Regions from separate parts of the Mus musculus genome. Here all the other regions are linked to region 2. A link is a contact called in public Hi-C and HiChIP or PLAC-seq data. All regions are on one chromosome and are shown on one strand. Each heading gives the region's core, a stretch centred on a gene start, on an enhancer-like site or on the middle of the called end of the contact. The rest is flanking DNA. Distances are from core to core; before and after follow the strand shown. Region 1 holds the start of 9130020K20Rik (a long non-coding RNA gene). Region 2 holds the start of Asap3 (ArfGAP with SH3 domain, ankyrin repeat and PH domain 3). Region 3 holds the start of Eloa (elongin A). Region 4 has its middle 18 kb from the start of Gm31295. Region 5 holds the start of Htr1d (5-hydroxytryptamine (serotonin) receptor 1D).

Region 1 (2,700 bases), core at 29-2,528, 140 kb after region 2:
TAATTCAGTTGTACAAAACAGAGTCTTCAGCTGTGTAATTTAGGTTTTTACACTCAAAATTCTTCCCAAATTCAGTCCTAACCTATTTGAAAGAAGCCAGTTAAGGAGTAGCAAAGTGGTTTACTTACTGAATCCCTGCGGGGCGGGGCTCTCCCCGGGGTACTTGAGTACCTTTGTAAGACCTGGGCTCAGAAGTATCAGGCAGAAATGTTGACTCTGGCATTTTAGGCTCCAATAAAGTTTTTCAGAGGAAAATTTAACAACATTGGAAGTGGTCTAGAGAAACTGTGAAGGGGCAAATGGAAGCACCCGTGTGATGGTGGCAGTAGGCTTTTTATTGCCTTGAGCAATAGCGTGGTACCACAAAGAGAGGTGGTATTTGATGCAAGCTGTGTTGGAGGGTTTGGGTCTGTGGTTGAAAAATACTGCCAGTGAACAGGAAGTTCCATGGAAGAGTTCTCTGCCTTCGTGTAAGTTTAGTATCTGTTTAATATAGCTCCCATTCTCTTGCAGGTTGGCTTGATGTGGCGGTTCTCTTCTGTTATTTTCCTCAAGGGCATACTTAGATCCTCACCAGTGAGGAGGGTGGAAGGAAGCTCTGCCGCTCACAATGGAGATTTACTGAAAGTCGTACACTTACTCGGCCATCTTTAACTGTGCTACTAATACCAAAAAAAAAGGCTTAGGAGATGGTCATCGGGGTCAAATGATCAAAACAAGTTGAATAAGTAGCAAGAAGGTGTCTAGATACATTCCGAGTTGTCTTGTGAATGAGGATTGCTGGTAAAGTTAAGTTATGAGGTGAGAGTGATGGGCCTTCCCTTAGGTCACTGGTTTTCAGTTTACTGTTCTGGTTTTTTTCCGTTGTCCCCAGGTCAGAAGATCACTCAGTGAAACAGGAAGGGCTGTTCTCAAAGCAGCAGTGTCTAACGCTCTCTGAGAGACTGTCATAGCCAGGGTAGGGCAGAGGCCGGGGTGCGGTATAAATACTGATCAGGCCCCACCCTGCCTAGCTCCAAGATCAGATGTGGGCCACATTTAGTCTGGGATGTCTCTAGGCTATCTTTACTGCTGTCTCAACCCTGAATTCATTTACTTCGTTTAAAGAAATTAGTTTAATGAATATTTTCCAGGGTAGTTGTGTCTATATCTTTGAAGATACTGCTTTTCTAGAAATTTTAGAAAAATTAGGACCAGGTACAGGTATTTTCTTCAAGAAACCTTGTTTCTTTCAGTTATTTGTGACTCCTAGATAATGACCTAACTTTTTTTTTTTTTTTTTTTTTTTTTTTTTTTTACTAAGAGTCTTCCCATGTCTGCTGCCTCTCAAGTGCTGGGACTAAAAGCTTGTGCCACCATGCTTCTGGGAACCATTAGGGTCTAGTTGTTAGCAGAGCAGAAGTCTGTGGAAATAGTTTAGTAGCACTTACTCCTGTGCACAAAGAATAGCGTTTAGCTTCCCACCATGATGCTAATAAGTTAATTCATAAAATCGTACAGTTAGACTCATGGCCGAGGCCAGCTTGAGCAAGGTAGTCAGTTTATATAAAAATTATTTAAACTATGCAGCAGCATCCTTCAAAAATCACATAGAAGTTCATTAGCCTAAAACTCAGCTTCACAGCTGTGCATGTGAGAACTGCAGCATCGTCTGAGAAAGTCATTCTGCAGTTGTCAGCTGTGCAGAGAAGAAAGCATTTCCTTGAACGGAAAGGGACTGCGTTATTTCAGGTCTCATATTCCACTGAGGCCTTGGTCACTGCCATGTGTTCTTGGGAGGTTAATTTTATGCTCGAGCCAAGAATCCTTTAAGTCTTGCTTTTGGTTCCCTGGATTTTAAAATAGGTTAAATAAAAAATAATATACTTTAAAAGCTATTTTTAGTCAGTGTTTAAAATTTCAGGCTTAAAAGGAAGTGTGCTTTATATTGATCAAAATGTTACCAAACAAATCCTGTTATTGAACCTGATAAGTATCATGGGATTTATTCATTTAGCTGTTGTTAGAATACCTCAGTTGGTTTGGTCAGAACTTAAATGTCTTTCCAGCACATCATGGTTGAAGTAAGCCAGGCACTGGTGGTGCACACTCCTTAATCTCAGCACTGAGGAGGCAGAGGCAGGCAGATCTCTGAGTTCAAGGCCAGCCTTTTCTACAGAGTGAGTTCCAGGATAGCCAGGACTATACAGAGAAACCCTGTCTCAAAAAACAAATAATAACAACAAAAACAAAAGAAAAACCACTCAGATTTTGGTTACATTGTGTGTGTTTAGTTTTGATGTGCCTCCTGTTAGCCCATAAAGTCCTGTTGGAGCAGTGTTCTGGAGGCAGCCGCAGGAGGAAAGTCTGAGGCTATACAGGGAGACTATCCTTCAAATATAAGCAAGAGTAAAAATTGTTGCTGAAACTCATTCTTATGCTGTGGAGAGCAATGTAGTTATGTTCATTCATTGTAACAATTTCTATTTGACTTCTCTAAATGAAAAAAAAAAAAAGTCCGAATGAGACCATTTTTTTGTAAATGTTAAAATGAAGGCTCTGCTATCCCCAGGTTCTTGGAAGCCAGCTCGTACAGTACATAAAGACAATTTCCTAAAGTCCTTGGAAGGGATGCTGGGGATTGATGAGATGTTTGCAGTTGTTCCGGTCACAGTTATCACTTAACTCCACACGCTGACATGGATAGAAGCCCTCAGAGAT
Region 2 (2,700 bases), core at 94-2,593:
ACACAAACACACACCCACACCCACACACCCACACACATTCATGCACACAGCAAATTTCTAAAACTGAAAATTTTAAAAAGGGGCTGGACAGATAGATGGCTTAGTGGCTAAAGAATGTTTGTTCTTGCAGATGACCCTGGTTCAATTCCCAACACCTACATGGTGGCTCACCATCATCTGTAACTCTAGTTCCAGGGGATCTGATGCTCTTTTCTGGCCTCCAAGAGCGCCCAATATTCATTCATAAAACCCCAGCAGAATAAAGATGATTATGAATGGGGTATGTGGAGTGAGGGATGGGGGGAGCAGCAGGTGACTAGTTTTAAACAGGGTGGTCAGGATAAGCCTTGTAGTAAAGTTTGAAATGTTTGAGCTAAACCTTGAAAAACAAAACCCCAAATCAAATAAACAAAAACCGAGGGAGGCAGACAGGGAGAAGCAAATTTGGAAGACTCAGCATTGGAGTCTGAAGGAACTGTTAGGGTCACTTAGCATCTGGTCTGGGGAAAGGGGACCAGACGCCAGGGGCCAGGTTGGGCGATGAAGGTGTCAAGAGGAAGCCTCTGAAAGAGCCCTGTGAGATGGACGAAGAAAATAAGGCTTTCAAGAAGAAGCAGAAAGAGTCCAAGGCAATGGGAAGGGCCCCTGGCTCACGGCTGGAATTAAGAAACCAGGCAAAACCAAACCACAACAAAAATACCTGCAAAACAACAACAACAACAACAACAACAAAATCCCGAGCTATTCTGTGTACCTGAGATAATAGTGAACCTCTCCCATTCTTACTTAAACTTATTCGGAGTTATGACATGATTCCTTTTAAAAACCAGAGGGGCAATTGATTCAATGGCACGTAGCTGGCTGATGGCGAAGATCTTATATGGCCTCGGTGGCACAGGCCTTGCCTTTAATCTCAGCACCGGTGAGGTAGAGGAAGACGACTGCTCTGAAGAACCTAGAGTTAAGGAGAAGAGAACAAGTGAACCAGGAGCCAGCCAGAACCAGGAGCCAGGCTCTGTGTCTGTGTGTGTGTGTGTGGTAGGCTTTGGAGGCGGGGCTAGGGAGGGAAGAGGATCGGGGACGGGGGCTGGGAGTCAAGAGCGGAGCCCCAGGAGAACTCTCCCCATCTGTAGGTCTTGGAGGCAGGGCAGAGTGGGGCCAACGCGAGGTTGGGGCGTGACCAGGGAGTTAGGGGCGCGGCTTGGATGTGGCCGGAGAGTGAGGGGGATGGGGGCGTGGTCAGGGAGTTACCAGCGAGTCGGGGCGTGGCCAGGGAGGTAGACAAGTGGTCTGGGGGCGTGGCCGGAGAGAGAAAGGCTGGCGGGCGGGGGCGTGGCGGAGTTAGTTAGGGGCGGGGCGGAGCAGGGAGTGAAGAGGCCTCGACTAGGACGCTGCGGGTGGTGAGACAGGCCCTGCGCAGAGCAGCTATACCAGCACTGTTAAGTGCAGCGTCCCCCGCGTTCCAGGCAGCTCCGGTGTTTTCGCCTCGTTCCCACCATGCCCGAGCAGCTCAGTGTCGCGGAGTTCCTGGCCGTCACCGCAGAGGACCTCAGTTCCCCAGCCGGAGCAGCTGCCTTCGCCGCCAAGATGCCCCGGTGCCGCGGGGCGGCGCTGGCACGGGAGGAGGTGAGGGGCCGAGGCGGGAGGGGACCTCAGGTCAACTTGGGGCCTGGCTTTGACCTTTGCAGGAATGCTTGGAGCTAGGATGGCTCTTCGCTGCGCTCCAGAAACCCGCCCCTCTTAGATCTGTGGGAACCGAGCTCATCTCAAACATCTGTGTCCCCAAGGTGGAGCCTGGGAAGAGAGGACCAGATGGGATCTCGGGGTCACCTCGATACAGACTCCACATGTTGGGGCACATCTCCCATATACTTTGGGCGACTTGCCCATTATATGTGTATTTGCTCAGCGGCTTACAGTTCTGTGTTTTCGTTTTAGAACCCCACAAATATGCAGCCCCTCAGGTCACTCCCTTTCTGAGAAGCAGGCTCAGTCCTGAACTTACCTCTCCCAGGCTGCAAGAGAGAGAGAGGAGGCCCCCTCCTCCTGGCTGCTGGTTCTGAGACTTGGCTTGCCTTGTGGAATGATTGTGAATGGGAAGGCGCCAGGAGCCGGGGTTCACCTTGGCTGCTGCGGGCCAAGTTTATAGGCTCCTCTCCCCTCCCCTCTCCTCTTTGTGTTTTCAGGCAAAGTGTCCCAGGCTCTTTCTTTCGCCCTTGTAGGCTGCCCCACCCCATTCCCAAGCTCACTGGAGTTCATTCCTCTTCTCTGGATTCGCTGCAGGTTTTCATCCCCTAGGAATACACTGGAGCAGAGAGCCTGTAGTCTGGGGCCAGACGGGGATAATATGAACCCAGCTCTCTTCTAGAGAATGCCCTGGGTTGAGGTGGCATTTTGGACTTCAGTGGTCAGTCTGGCCTTCTCTATAAGTTGTACCTACTGTGTGGCAGATACAAAGCTACCCAGAAATACCCTGAGCTGAGGTCTTAGGAAATCTCCCTTCCTCTTCTCCCCTGACTGGCTGGCTCTCTGTCTGGACTTTTTCCTCTTTGGTAAGGAAGGCAGACAATTATACAAAGACTGTCGGATTTCAAATGATGCATAGGTTCAGAGCCACCACGCCTCAGGACCCTTCAGCATCTTTAGGGATTTTATCCATCATCCTCTCCTCCAGGTTGTCCATTACAGTGTTGGATCAGA
Region 3 (2,700 bases), core at 13-2,512, 180 kb before region 2:
AGTGTTCAGAAAGACAATCTGGGACTTGGAAATAATGACCATTTATTAGATGCCCACAAAGGGTTATTGTAAAAAGAACTTGTAAATATGTCTGACCAAAGGTCCCCAAGGCCTCCAAAGAAAGTAAAACACAAGACAATTGAAACATTTACGTTTTCGCTGACTTATAACAACAGCTTCTGAAGAAGTGTATCTCTGAGCTAAAGGAGGGTAGTTAAAAAGTGGCCCGGAGGTTGAGAGGTAGTGACCCAACTAGGAACAAGAAGAGTGAATGGGGTCCCTGACTGGAAATTCTGATGGTGATTAACACTTATAAAGAGCACTTGGGTCTAGCTGGTATTTCAGGAAGAAACTAGAGAAGGGACAGGTCGAGCAGAGAACTCCTCCAAAGTCCCGAGCTGGTGCTGGCTAGGAACCTAGATTGCATGTGTAAGTCCGCTCGCTGTCTCCCTCCACCACTTCCTCTTCCACTCAGCTCGCTGGACACTTCACCTTTTAGGAACCTCAGGCCCAGGCTAGAATGCTGACAAGCCATGTCACACCCTTTGGTGTTTTCGGCTAGAGACTACAGTGAAAACGATTCTAATTCCCACCATACCCTCTTCGTAGAGCTCAGAGAAGCCTAGACACCCGGGGGACCGCGAGGGGATACAATGTATTTAAAAAGTAACAGTTTCTAAAAAGGAGCAACAAAGTAGTTAAGTGCAATTAAACATGGTTGCTCATCACAGCCTGGTCCCACCTTCCAGTATGTCAGAGCGGAGTTAACACGCTCACGCCCTCATCCAGGACCCGAGCTCCAGGAGCAGAGCTCGAAAAACCCCAAGGCGTTCCCCGTTTTCTCGGCTAAAGGGCAGGGTACAGCACAGGGGTCCTCGAGCCGCAGGACCCCCAAGCAGCGGACGGAGTCGCTCGGCTGCAACGGGGAAACAGCTGGCGCGGCTGCCCGAACCCCGGGGAGAGCCGCAAGGCCCGGCCGCCCCTCCAGTCCTCAGCCCCCAGCCGGGGTGCGCCCGCCGGCCGCGAACTCCCCACTGCCCCGCGCCGCTCCGTGGGGCCTGGCTCCGGGTCGGAGGAGAACCCCACTGCGCCCTGCCCGCGACCGTTACAGGGCCCGCGCCGCGCCCAACGCCCGCCCGCGCCGCCCGCCCGCCCGCCGCTCACCTTCTTGGGGTCCGGGTTCGCAGCCAGGCGCGCCTGGAGCTTCTCCACAACTTGGAGCGCCGACTCCGCCGCCATCGCTGTCACTGGCGCGGCCTCCTCGCCGGAACTGGGCTCGCGTCGCGTCCTCGGGCCGCAACTCCGCCCTCCGTGAGGGCCCGGCGGAGACGGAAGCGCGAATGGTCCCTTCCGGGCCTCCGCTGGGGGTGTGTGTATGTGTGGAAGGCCTCAGGACCCGCCCCCGCGCCAGACCACGCCCACTATATCACGGCGATCTGTCGAATACAGCACAGGTCACGCCCCCGACACGCCCAACCCAGAGCCACGCAACCAGCCACGCCCCCAAGCCTGTATTCTGCAAGCCAAACTCTGGCTTTAACTCTCACGCACCGCCTTTCCAGTCATACGCTCGTTTTCGCCTAAGGGTGGGTGGAGTCAGTGATCAGGGTCCGACGCGGCTCCAGGGACCCTTGGAGTGGAAGGAAAGAACTGACTCAGGTAAATTATCTGACTTCCACCTGCAAGCTGTGACACACCCTCGCAATAAAAGAAATCGTGTAATTTTAAAGTAACTTAACGGTATTGTAATTTTGGGAAAGCAATCCAGGCTGTCTGGTTTCAAGGCAATTTGAAACACTAGAAATAAAAATAATAACACATTATTAACCACCTTGTCTGCAAAATCAGAGAGCAGCCCCTTTTATTAGACTGTTCATGTGACATTCTTTTCTTTTCTTTCTTTCTTTCCTTTCTTTCTTTCTCTCTTTCTTTTTATTTCTTTTCTCAAAAAGGATTTCTATGTGTAGCCTTGGAGGTCCTGGAACTCACTCTGTAGACGAAGCTAGCCTTAAACTCACAGAGATCCACCTGCCTCTACGTCCTAAGGGCCAGGATTAAAGTTGTATGCCACCACCACCTGGCTCCATTTAAAAATAAATTAAATCATAATGAATAAAAAGTCATAATATATTAAAAACCAAACTGAACTACATGAGATTCTGTCAGAAAAGAGCCGCTGGGCGTGGTGGTGCACGCCTTTAATCCCAGCACTCGGGAGGTAGAGGCAGGAGGATTTCTGAGTTCAAGGCCAGCCTGGTCTACAAAGTGAATTCCAGGACAGCCAGGGCTATACAGAGAAACCCTGTCTCGAAAAACCAAAAAAGAAAAAAAGAAAAGAAAAGAGCCAGGCAGTGGTGATGCATGCCTTTAATCCCAGCACTTGGGAGGCAGAGGCAGGTGGATTTCTGAGTTCAAGGCCAGCCTGGTCTACAGAGGGAGTTCCAGGACAACCAGAGTTACACAGAGAAACCCTGTCTCAAAAAACCTGTATATCCCTGGCTGTCCTGGAACTCACTTTGTAGACCAGGCTGGCCTTGAACTCAGAAATCCACCTGCCTCTGCCTCCCAAGTGCTGGGATTAAAGGTGAATGCCAAAAATAAATCTTTTAAATAAGAAAGAATAAATGTTGAGGCATTGTCTCAGTAGGTAGCCTTGGCTACCCTGGAACTAGTTATATAGCCTGAGCTATATAGCCTTGG
Region 4 (2,700 bases), core at 11-2,510, 160 kb after region 2:
AGATCCATTGCTCGCATCATCCCTTGAAAACTGCAACTCTTGTCTTTCCATTTTATAGATGAGATAAAGGCTAGGAAGGTTGAATCAGGAAACAAGCCTATTACATAATAGCCAACATGCTGAAACCCTGTGGGATTATACACACTTACAGTAACCAGCTTGTGTGTGTAGTTTTGATCAGCTTCCTTTGCCAGCTCAGTCTGCCTTCAGTCAGCTTCTAAGGCAAGCTCTGTGCTTTCCCTCTGAAACAAGCGTTGCTTTGCTGCTGGAAGCAGCTGCGGCTGAGTCGTCCCTCCCTGGGTTAGCAAGGGAACAGTCAAGGTCACAGCTCAAAGGTAGCACTAGCCTAGCATCCCAGTGATCTGGGCCACTGGGTGTCACAGACAGGTGTGGCAGAGGACAACAGCACAGAGAGGAGGAAGCAGATGACATCTAAGATTGGCACAACTCACAAAGCAAGTTTCAAGATGGCCAAGGCTACATAGAAAAACCCTGCCCTAAAAAAAAAAACAAAAACAAAAAAACAAAACAAAAAAACCCCACAATTTTAAAAGGGCAAGGCTCAAAGGGGCAGTATTTCTGTGAGTCACCTACGTAATAAGCTTACAAGCAGACACCAGAACTGGGCCTTCAATTAAGATAGTGGTTCTCTACCTTCCCCTTGCCCTGAATACAGTTCCTCATGCTGTGACCCCCAACCACAAACTGATTTCTATGGCTACTTCATAACTCATTTTGCTATGGTTATGAATTGTAGTGTAAATGTCTGTGACTTCCAGTGGTCTTAGGTGACCTCTATGAAAAGGTTATTCTGCCCCAAAGAGGTCACGGTCCACGGGTTGAGAACCACTGGCTTAAGGCCTTGGTCCTCCCTTTACCTTTCGTTAGAGCTGTGAAAACTGGAGAGTCCTCTAGCCTCTAAGAGGCATCGTTCCGCACAGGAAGATTTCCCTTTAAATGACCAAGCTGACTGAGTCATCTTAACTATGAGACGGTGGGGCAGGGGCCTGAGTACAATGTTTGCCTAGCACGCAGAAGACTACATTTGATCCCCACTACTACAAAAAGAAAAAACAAATTAAATTAGCTTCATGAAGACATTATTCAGAACTAGAATAGTAGCACTCAGATTGTCTGTTGCCACGGAATGCCAGGGAGCAGGAATCGAGCCTTTAGATTGCCCTCTACTCGGAGAGAGCCAGTGATCGGAGGCAGAAGCTTCTCATAGCAGCTCGTCACGGACCAGCTATTTTATGGTGGAAATGAAAGCAGTCATTCCAGAGCTCGCCCCCACCCCACCCCCTGCCGCCCCTCGCTGCACCTCTGCTTAGGCAGCCAGCCACATGTTTGATTCTTGTGATGGTTGAGACTCTTTCCGTATCATCTCTGTCACAGTCTGTCATTGTCTGGACTCTGGGGCTCAGTGTTTCCTGAAATATTGAGGCGAGTTTGGGTCTGCTGGCATTGATCCTGCACTTCAGCCGCTGACAGAAAGGAGAGTCAACGCAGAACACATACATCATGGATACTCTGTGTGCTAAGCTAATTAACACACACACAAACACCTTTCTACAATATGGGATAGGAAAGTGCCCTTTTCCATCCTCTATTGCCTACTGATTGGAAGGCAGTGTGTCTCTGGGCCTTTTGGATAATTAATGTTAGTTTCTGTCAGAATCTGTGTTCCAAACTAATACTAGGGGCTAGACATGTAACCTAGTTGTAGAGTGCCTACCTAGCATGGAAGATGTCCTAGCACCCACCTACCCACACCCCCACACCCTCCCCCCACACCCTTCATACAAATCCATGGTGTTGGGGGTGGGGCATAAAGCAGTATCATAATTCTGGATTCCCAGACCTTAACTCTATAGTATGATAGATTTTTCTTACAAATATTTGTTGGACAACTAGAAACACTGGGGAAAAATAAAAAAGGCTAAAAGATAACATTCTCCAAAAAGGAGACAAAAATATGATAGGAAAGACAAGTTATACTGTTCCCTAGACACAAATATGATAGGAAAGACAAGTTAGACTGTTGCCTATTTTAGCCACAAGGAGGCGCTACGTACAAGGGTTACAGGCTTCTAGAACAAAGAACCACCTGTTCGTGTCACAGAAAATAGTGCTCTTCACATTTCAGAGACTTCTCTGAAGTCTCATCTCCCTTGATGTTCACCATTTTGAACTCTGACAGAATGAGCATTAAGCCTGAAATATTCCACCAATACATTATGAACTGTATAGCATGCATGAGGCCCTGGGTTCAATCACTAGCCTGTCTAAATCGTTCATGATGATACACACCTGTAATTCCAGAATTTGGGAGGTAGAGGCAAGAGGACCAGAAGTTCAAGGGGAACTTAATTACTTGGGGAAGCTGAATGCCAGTCTGGGCTACAAGAGACCCTGTCTCAAAAAGAAAGAAAGGAAGAAAAGAGAGAGGGAGGAGGGGGAGGGAGGGAAGGAGGGAGGAAAAAAACAAACCCCTGTCTTTCTTGGAGAGGCTGAGTGGTAGAATCCTTTGCCTGTCATGTACCAGACCTGACTATAACCTAGCACAAAAACACCAATTTACAGGGTTCTATCTATTTTGGAAATGCTGAGTTTCTTGGCTAAAAGTCAGGGTTTTTGTTGTTTGTTTGTTTTTGAAACAGAGTTTCTCTGTGTAGACCTGGCTAACCTAAAATGAACTCT
Region 5 (2,700 bases), core at 68-2,567, 220 kb after region 2:
TCTATTCATGCCGTGGATTTATTTGCCTGGGATCTGCGCTAAGACAAAAAGAACCTCTGCATTATTAATGACCATTGATCACAGCCTTCCAAAAAAGAGAGACTGAGAGAGATGGAGGCTCCAAGCCAATCACAAATGACAGACCAGGAGAGCAAGGGGTGGGGGCGGAAGGGGAGGGCCAGGTGGGCAGAGAGTTTGGCGCAAATAGAAGGACACGGAAGGACGCTGCAAGCAAGGCGTGGAATAGCTGCTGAGTTCTCAGTGTGCTGGTGTGCCAGATGTCAAACAGCTGTGTGGGTGCTGGTGGGTGTTTCCGGATCTCCCTATGCACTCCCCCCCAAAGGAGACTCAAAGACACAACTTTTACCAGGGATGAAGAGTCGCGGTCACTTCATGATGCTAATAGGGTCAATTCATCAAGAACACATAACCAGTCTACTGGTGGATGCTGGTGATAACAAGACATGAGAATATACAAACAGTAAGGAGACACAGTGGGTGGGCAAGGACACGGAAGGCCAGGTCCACCGGAGCTGTAAGGAACCTGGTCAAGCAGGAGTCTTTGCCCTCCCTGTCTTTGAACTCAGCTCTCTCTCTCTCTCTCTCTCTCTCTCTCTCTCTCTCTCTCTCTCTCTCTCTCTCTCTCTCTTTCTTTTTCTGGCTCTCTACATCCGCAGCCCCTACTAAACGCTGAATAAGGGAGCTGGCGGTCATATCTGCTGCCCCAACTTTGGGATCACTCTGCTTGCCCAGCAGGAAACTGTACTCATTCCACCTCTGGTGTGTGGCCGGGACGCTTCCTACCTCCGGTCTGTCCTGAGAGGCTGCTTTCCCGGTGAGACTTTCTCCCCTCCCCCGCCCTCCCACCGCCTCCGACCACCCTGTCCACTCCCCACCTCCTTTCTTGCTTTATTTTCCTCCTGAAACATCTGTCATCTCATTAAGTACATCGTATCCGCCCCAGTAGAACGTGAGCCCCAAGGGGCGGGGGTTGCACAATGGTTTTAAGCCCAGTGCATAGCCGGTGCAGATATAAAGCAGATCGATAAATACTTGCTAAATTAAAGGTAGGGGGCGGGAGACTCAGCTTGTGAGGAACCCGCGGATGGAGTCTAGGCACGGTCCACTTTCCCCGGACAGTCCATTCCTTCCTACAGGTGGGCCTCCTCCACCCGCATCCCCTGCGTCCTCCTACCGTGGGGTTGGGGCAGGGGCTCCGGGCGGGCCTCCCCTGCTGTGGGCGGGAGGCCGAGTGGGGAGCGAGCCCAGCGGGGGAGGAGCCGGGGAGCAGAGCACGGAGCAGCGGCGGGCGCGGGCAGGAGCCCGGAGCCCGAGCTGCAGGCGCGGAGGGCGGCGGCGCCCGGAGCTCAGCGGGGGTCGTGGAGGAGGCCGGGCTGCAGCCCTCAGGGGTGCGAGGCGCCCACGGCGTTGTTCCGTACCTCCCGGCAGGGAGCTGGTAAGCGCGGGAGCTTGGGGCGTCGCAGCCTCGCGGGGCTGAGCCTAGCCGGGCGGGTCCTGATGGGTCACCTGGCGTCCCGCCTCTGTGCGCCTCTCGGACGGGACAGGAGCGCACGGAAAGACGGTCCCAAAGGACCATCGGGGCCCGAAGGGAGCATCCCGGATGGTTGTCCAAAGCCCTGGATCGTGGGGTGGGTGGAGGGATTCCCCAGGGGAGGCTGCGGGACCCTGGGAGAGCGTCCTCCGTGTCCCGCGCTCTGGGAAGATCCCACTGGACAAGAGTGCCCCCCCACCTCGGCCCGAGGTGAAACGTCTACCCCCAGGTGGCCCCGGTGACGGCCTAGGGAATCGGGGAGCCCTCTACCGGCCAGGTCAGGGGTGACGCCAGTACGGGAGGGGACTTGAAGGAGCGTCCAGTTTGGAGCTCGGGTTTGGAAAGGGCCCTGACTTGCTTGTGACCTTGGGCAGGTCACTGCTTCTCTCTGAGCCTCAGTGTGCACATCTCTCAAATGGAGAGGACGCTTCCCTTCACTGCGGATTGGTGGGAGTGGGTGAGAGACCGTGGATGCCTTTTTATACGCGGTAAAGTTCTCTGCAAATCCTAGCTTTTCGAGCAACATCAGAACTGCAGAGAGCTCAGGGAGATTGGCTTTATTGCAGATGGGAAGAAGGTGGCAAAAATCTTGCCCAAAGTCTCAGTACTTGTAGAATGTAATACTCAACGCCCCCGGCCCGGCCCCCACCCCCACCCCCACCCCCACCTGCTCCCACTCGCTGGGTTTGGGGACCATCAGAGATTAAGATCCTAATACTCTCAGGCTGGCCACATTAGCAAACTAGCCCTGGCTACTTGCTTAGCTGCTTAGTCCTCTGAGCATTGGCTCCCTCCTATATGAAACGAGAGTGACAACGACCACACTCCAGGTTTGCTTTGCAAAATCAAATGGAATCACTGCCTAGTATTACATCTGACCTCAGACAGGAACTCGGCCTTCCTCGCCAGGCTTTGTAGTAGCAACCTCAGATCTCATCTTGGGAATTGCTTTATGGCAGTGGTCCTCAAACTCTGAGTCTCAACCCCTTTGAGACTCGACCGACCTTTTCACGGGGGTGGGGGTGCGGGTTGCCTAAGAGTTCAGAAAACACAGATACTTACATTATGATTTATAAAAGTAGCAAAATTACAATTATGAAGTAGCAACAAAAAAATAATGATTTTATGGTTGAGGGTCACCACCACAT

What was found. A called contact is a pair of places that touch in the nucleus more often than the background predicts. HiChIP or PLAC-seq counts read pairs in DNA pulled down with a chosen protein or histone mark.
Region 1: a contact with region 2 is called in an H3K4me3 HiChIP or PLAC-seq map of stem cell-derived neural progenitor cells, with 34 read pairs. The contact joins the promoter of 9130020K20Rik here to the promoter of Asap3 in region 2. A contact is called at or near these places in 13 of 39 promoter capture datasets (the 3T3-L1 cell line, the C10 cell line, the HPC-7 cell line and 8 more), 2 of 484 Hi-C or Micro-C datasets (embryonic stem cells and nephron progenitors), 4 of 115 datasets of contacts at active chromatin or transcription factors (craniofacial prominence, embryonic stem cells and stem cell-derived neural progenitor cells) and 4 of 9 other capture datasets (adipose tissue, embryonic stem cells, liver and 1 more).
Region 3: a contact with region 2 is called in an HNF4G HiChIP or PLAC-seq map of pancreatic cancer cells. The contact joins the promoter of Eloa here to the promoter of Asap3 in region 2. A contact is called at or near these places in 5 of 39 promoter capture datasets (the 3T3-L1 cell line, cranial neural crest, frontonasal cranial neural crest and 1 more), 1 of 484 Hi-C or Micro-C datasets (embryonic stem cells), 4 of 115 datasets of contacts at active chromatin or transcription factors (bone marrow-derived macrophages, embryonic limb bud, large pre-B cells and 1 more) and 3 of 9 other capture datasets (adipose tissue, liver and pancreatic islet).
Region 4: a contact with region 2 is called in a Hi-C map of nephron progenitors, with 2.4 times the contacts expected there. The contact joins the enhancer-like site here to the promoter of Asap3 in region 2. A contact is called at or near these places in 10 of 39 promoter capture datasets (the 3T3-L1 cell line, the C10 cell line, the HPC-7 cell line and 6 more), 1 of 15 datasets of contacts at CTCF or cohesin (large pre-B cells), 15 of 484 Hi-C or Micro-C datasets (the HL-1 cell line, the N1E-115 cell line, the P5424 cell line and 3 more), 3 of 115 datasets of contacts at active chromatin or transcription factors (embryonic stem cells and neural tube) and 3 of 9 other capture datasets (adipose tissue, embryonic stem cells and liver).
Region 5: a contact with region 2 is called in an H3K4me3 HiChIP or PLAC-seq map of embryonic stem cells, with 2.7 times the contacts expected there. The contact joins the promoter of Htr1d here to the promoter of Asap3 in region 2. A contact is called at or near these places in 8 of 39 promoter capture datasets (the 3T3-L1 cell line, the C10 cell line, the HPC-7 cell line and 4 more), 4 of 115 datasets of contacts at active chromatin or transcription factors (embryonic stem cells, pancreatic cancer cells and stem cell-derived neural progenitor cells) and 1 of 9 other capture datasets (embryonic stem cells).

What each region holds. Positions count from the first base shown.
Region 1 is chr4:136,346,014-136,348,713 of GRCm38.p6, forward strand. It overlaps 9130020K20Rik (a long non-coding RNA gene), which reads left to right and starts at 1,279. Exons shown (of 2, transcript XR_881499.3): 1 at 1,279-2,700.
Region 2 is chr4:136,205,022-136,207,721 of GRCm38.p6, forward strand. Asap3 (ArfGAP with SH3 domain, ankyrin repeat and PH domain 3) reads left to right here and starts at 1,344. Exons shown (of 25, transcript NM_001008232.2): 1 at 1,344-1,626. The coding sequence starts at 1,498.
Region 3 is chr4:136,020,387-136,023,086 of GRCm38.p6, forward strand. Eloa (elongin A) reads right to left here and starts at 1,263. Exons shown (of 11, transcript NM_013736.4): 1 at 1,165-1,263. The coding sequence starts at 1,239.
Region 4 is chr4:136,367,866-136,370,565 of GRCm38.p6, forward strand. No RefSeq gene overlaps it. Among named protein-coding and RNA genes, the nearest start is that of Gm31295, 18 kb to the right of the region's middle. Within about 2 kb of position 1,261, at least 9 of the 459 cell types and tissues checked have an H3K27ac peak or open chromatin away from gene starts, as enhancers often do. A contact at or near this core is called in hippocampal neurons and nephron progenitors, where this site is marked.
Region 5 is chr4:136,423,295-136,425,994 of GRCm38.p6, forward strand. Htr1d (5-hydroxytryptamine (serotonin) receptor 1D) reads left to right here and starts at 1,318. Exons shown (of 2, transcript NM_001285484.1): 1 at 1,318-1,456.